Linked DNA regions of Gossypium hirsutum: region 1 is linked to region 2. A link is a contact called in public Hi-C data. All regions are on one chromosome and are shown on one strand. The core of a region is the stretch at or near the end of the contact, and the rest is flanking DNA. Distances in the headings are between cores, read along the strand shown. Region 1 has its middle 19 kb from the start of LOC121218511. Region 2 holds the start of LOC107901523.

Evidence for each region. Hi-C and Micro-C count contacts between places; a contact is called where the count stands out from the background.
Region 1: a Hi-C map of leaf shows a contact between it and region 2, with 1.9 times the contacts expected there. The contact joins the enhancer-like site here to the promoter of LOC107901523 in region 2. A contact is called at or near these places in 2 of 34 Hi-C or Micro-C datasets (both in leaf).

The regions. Positions count from the first base shown.
Region 1 is chrD06:20,691,397-20,694,096 of Gossypium_hirsutum_v2.1, reverse strand. No RefSeq gene overlaps it. Among protein-coding and RNA genes, the nearest start is that of LOC121218511, 19 kb to the right of the region's middle. Within about 2 kb of position 1,301, at least 1 of the 9 cell types and tissues checked has an H3K27ac peak or open chromatin away from gene starts, as enhancers often do. A contact at or near this core is called in leaf, where this site is marked.
Region 2 is chrD06:20,387,901-20,390,833 of Gossypium_hirsutum_v2.1, reverse strand. LOC107901523 reads right to left here and starts at 1,465. Exons shown (of 1, transcript XM_016827579.2): 1 at 701-1,465. The coding sequence starts at 1,427. The coding sequence ends at 861. LOC107901522 (a long non-coding RNA gene) reads right to left here. Exons shown (of 2, transcript XR_001685284.2): 2 at 2,860-2,933.

The DNA of each region.
Region 1 (2,700 bases), core at 52-2,551, 300 kb before region 2:
ATATGCCAATGTTTGCGTTTAGCCACCCCATTCTATTAAGAGGTATGTGGACAAGACAATTGATGAATAATCCCTTGTGTTGCTAAAACATATGTGAAAGCTCGAAATTCTCTGCCCTAATCACTTTGAAATTGTTTAATAGTTTTCCCGAACTGTGTTTTGACTAACTGCTGAAATTGAATAAAACATTCAACTGCCTGAGACTTTTGACGAATGATATAAAGCCATGTGAATCGAGTGCACATATCGATAAAGGACACATAATACCAATTACGATTACAGGCAACTAATGCAGGCCCCCACAAATCAGAAACAACCAAAGCAAATGGATCTCTATATTCAGTAGTAGAGTTGGGAAAGGGCAACTTATGAGATTTTCCCTTTTGACAGGCTGTACAAACATTATCAAGACAAAACTTAGCAGGGATAATTTTACATTTATCTAACACAGTTTTAACAACAGAAGCAGAGGGATGACCAAGACGTTTGTGCCACAGAGAAAAAATAGCACCATCATCTTTATTTTGATGTCCAACGCGGGTAGTTGAATAAACTTCAACAGGCTGAGCAGACACAACTGGCAGAGAAAAATGATAGAGCCTATAAAAAATGTGGCCTTTTAGTAAAATATACCGAGTCTCGATGTCTTTAACAACGTAATACATCAGATGAAATTCAAAAAACACATTATTGTCAATGGAAAACTGAGACACAGACAAGAGATTCTTCTGAATATTCGGTACACACAAAATATTAGATAACCGAAGCAATTTAGACTGAGTAGGTAAAACTGAATTACTAATAGATGAGATCTTGGTGGGAGTCCCGTCACCCATTAAGAGAGAGGATGTACCTGAGTATGGTGTAGAATCATGCAAAGTAGAGGCATCGCGACAGACATGATGTGTAGCCTCTGAATCTGGATACCAAGTAATAGTCTTAACGGGCATAGGAATATAAGACTCACTGCCTTCAAATTTTGAACCAAATTTAGTAGCATTAACTTGAGACTCAGTGGAGCCAGAAACATCAAAAGCATGCAAGTCTAGTAAACAAGGAAGTCTAATGCAGGGGTTAGACCCAGTGTACACACGAGCCCTTGGTTTAGTCCGCCAGGGAATAGACGGCCCAGACACATTACCATCACCCATAGCTTGTAAGAGGTTGAACCGGCGGCCCAAAAGACAAGGAAGCTCCTCCAAATTGTTGATTTGATCCAGATGGCAAACTTCCATTAACAAACTCATGCCCATTGGCCTATGAATAGCAGGCCTATAAAAGTGACCAAGCCCAATCGGCATATAAGCCCCACCACTAGTGCACCTAGGCACATTATACATTGGACGCCCAAGACCAAATTGAGGCCCACAATCAAATTGACCAGTAGAACTTTGAAAAAGTGGGTTAGAAACCTTACTATTTTGATTGATAGGAGGCGCAACAGACAACCAAACATTTTCTCTCAACAAACTATACATCAATGCCATTGAAGTAGACCCATGATGCTGACCAAATACCAATAACAGAATTGACACACCAAGACCACGACGATCTGCCAGATTCGACGCTCGAGCACCCGACGATGGGCCATCATACTCTTAGTTAAAATGAAAAAAATACCTCTGGGCTAAGTGACCAAACCACCTACAGATTTGGCATTGTATACGGGTTCGAAAACCTTGACCGCAACCTCCAAATAAAAACATACCACTGCGAATAGAGTTCTCCAGGGGAGGTGACGAAACGTTATCTAATAGATTAGCATGGAGTGGCACATCTTGTACGGCGCGCATTTGACGATTCTCGTACTCAAGTAAAACATCGACTAGTTGTTGAAGTGGTAGAGGCTCCAATGAGAACAAGGCTAGGGTAAGAATGGCATTAAACTTTGGAGGTAAGGCTGCAAGCACTATGTCAACCTTCTCCGCCTCCGATATTCAAGATCCGGAAGCCTCAATCAATACACTTATATTTTAAACTTTCATAACATAATCTTTGACAGAGAGACTCCCTTTTTTAATGGAATGAAGATCGTGATGAAGTCGAGAAAGTTTCATACCTGTGACGGCAGCAAAAAGACGAGTGGCTGTAGTCCACACATTAGCCGCCGTATGAGCCTCTGTAAAAGAGGACAAAAGTGATGAGTGAATCGTAGAGAGCAAGAAGCTAGTAGTCGATCTAGTTAAACAAACACTGAAGCATCCAGATTCGGAACAAGAGAACCCTCTAGAGACGACACATAGCGCAGTGGAGCAGACAATGTTCCGTCCAAGAAACCAGTTAGCTCATAACCTTCAACGATCAACCTAACAAGCTGTTGGCATTGAATAAAAATACCTTCTTCCAACTTGACAGCGTCGTGACAAGGAAACGACTGTACGAGTCGAGCACTAGTGAACCCCTGACATCCGTGTTCAACCGAGGCAGAATCAGAAGTTGCGGTGTCTATGAAAACAAACTAGGAACATGTCTCCAGAACCTTTAGGCGACTGATACTAGTTAACACCTACGGTAAACTTAAACCTAAAAGTATTGATTAAAAAGAAATAGAATGAAATGTATTTTGTATTAAGAAACTTCTCTGTACATCTTACTTGCTTTGTTTTACACTATAGCAAAGATATTTATAGAGTATCTGAATAACTGCTATTGTTAACAACTTAACTATTGCTATTGTTAACAACCTAACAGCTGAAATAA
Region 2 (2,933 bases), core at 216-2,715:
TGCTTCAGCTTCACTCAAATTCCGCCATACCAATTTTAATGGATTTCTTTTTTAATTTGAAAGAATTATTCGAATTTATTTACTCATATTTGTTTATCAGGCTGATTTTTTTTCTAAATATAGTTATGGTTACTCTTAATTGTTCCATTCGCCATTCTCTTCGTACAGTTATAGATGTCATATCAATCAAAATTTTTAATTATTAAAACTGTTAATTTAATTATTAAATAATATTTAAAATTTTATATGACATAATTTAAAATGAAATTTTTAAAGAAAAGTGAAATATTATCGCATAACTTTTAAAATTTAAAACTAAAAATAAAACAAAATAGAAAAAAAGATAGAGTGAACATAGTTTCTATAAAAAATTTGAAAAACTCGAAACCAAACTTTTTACAACATCCATTAAATTATATTATATAAGACCTGACATCTCATTTAACAGTTAAATTAATTTTAACAACGAAAGTAGTTTATTAATATAAAATCAATAGTTTGAAGATACAATTAGAATGTTTTAAAGTTTAAGAGTCAAAATTAAATTGAAATCATAGATGTTTAAAGCAATTACCTCTTTAATCATATCTCTATGAAATTATTAAATTGCATATTCATTATCTTTTGGGAGATATAATATAACTAATCAAACAACAAAATATATATTTAAAAACAAAAAATATACATATAATAAGAAATATGATAATTACAATAAAACATATTCACAACACAGTTACAAATTATGCCTACAACGTCCCACTATCATATAACGAGTTACTTTTTTCCTACCAATCTAAAACTTAAATCTTTCGATTTTAAGTTTTAGTATACGTATAATATTATATATCATACAAAGACCCCTAGTTCACCATTGCTCGGTCACGAATCTCCTTGGCGAAAGCCGGCAGACAACTCGAGCTCCTCGCTATACCACCCTTCTTGGGACCGCTTTTGTCTCTGGGACTCATTGACTTAGCCCGAACTCCCGAGCTCTTCTTCAATATTTCTCTCATTGCCTCGGCTTGGTACAACACTGGGTGAGTCCGACCGAACCGGTTGAACCTCACACAAGCACTCATATGCTCGTTCAAAGCTTCTTCCCTTTTGCCTCCGTTTTTCACGACCTCTTCGTTGATTGCTTCCGCACAAAGCCCACACACCAGTTTCCCTGAGAACTTGTCACGGACTTGGTTGATGTACTCGGGAGTGCACTCCTCGGACATGCCGCAGCATTCACAGCTGGCCTCCTCGACTTCGGATATGGACGGAAGCTGCGTTGCGTCGATGGCTTCTTTGGTTAGCTCAAACGATATATCAGATATCGTTCTCTGGAGGCTTTCCATTGAAAGACGTCGAGGCTTGTTGACAGTACCATTGTTGGGGTGAGTTTGGGAGTTAGCTGTGTTGTTTTCTTTATTCGGTGCCATGGGGGAAACCCAAAAATAATGGAGTTATTTATTGGAGTGATTTAAGTTATATATAGATGCTGTAATTTTTCTCTAGAAGTCTTTGGGGAAATGTACATGGACTGCTGAAACTATTAACGCGGCCTCAAAATTGCAATTAATAAGAGAGAGAAATAGAGAGATAGGTCCGGAAAAATGTAGATTTTCACCCTCGATTTAATCATAAAAAGTTAATTTATAATTGAAATAATATGAACAAAAAGTTACTCTACAAATAATTTAAAATGATTTGCACCCAAAATTATCTAACAAATAATTTGAAAAGATGTAAACTCAAATTAAATAACTTAAAATAACTCGAAATGATTTAAACCTAATGAAAAACAGCTGTTCCAGACTCATTAATAACTTGGTTTGAAATTTAAAATAATTTAAACTAAAATGGTTAAATAGGAATAAGTAAAGTGACAGAGGGAGGCGGCTCGTAGTTTTAACTACATCCAATGTTAAAGTATAAAATGGAAGAAAAGCTACCGAGAATGAGTGAAGTCAGGTAAAGTGGAGAACTAGGCAGTTTTAGGAATGTAATGACACTTGGGATGCCTTGATGAAAGTTATTGTTGGATCAGGTTTTTATGGTTACTCACGAGATGGTCTACTCCTACCATACGAATTTCCAAGTGTGATCGTTTTTGAGCCAACATTAACACTCATAAACTAGAAAACTCCATTTTCACGAGAACTACATCAAAGCTTGCATGTGATTACACAAATATATATACATATTTAATAAAAAGTGAGGGTTTTTTCATTCACATGGGTCCCGGAGAAAAGGAAGAAAAAGTAGGATTTTTGCTTTTTTCTTGAAATAAATAATAAAAACTCTTTTTAATACTGCTCTTTTTTTTTATCCACAACCAAATTAACCGACATGGAATTAGTGTTTATGTGTGTAAATTTTAGGGTCAACAAAGTTAAATGAGAATGCCTGCCCTTTTTAACTCTATTCCCAATTTGCATGAAATCCCATGGAATGGTAAAATCAGTTGAATTAAATCCATTTTTGGAAGTGCAGAACTGAAGTTGTCTATATATATTTTGTAGGGATTATTTAGTATTCTGGATTAACTTCGCAATACAAAAATTGGTTCTTTCCTTTCTTATACACCCCAAAATCTACTTCAACAAATTTTAATATAAAGTTGGATCAAGTTCACATGCAATTAACCTATTTCAACCTAACCAATTACTTTCTAATGGCTCTGTATTCTCAAGTGGGCTAGACCATAATAAGTGTGCTTATGAACCCAGACCCCTAAGGGAATATCTATATTGAAGTCATTTGGGGAAAAATGGTTTGGGCCACTTGAGTTCACAAACATCAACCAATTTAATAAAGATTGTAATGCCCAATTTTGACCCGGGCCCACTAAAAATAAATAAAATCAACATAAAAGTAAAAATATTAAAAGTCCATTTACAAATAATATCAGTCCATAGTTACAAGCCAAAAATCGTACAGACCAA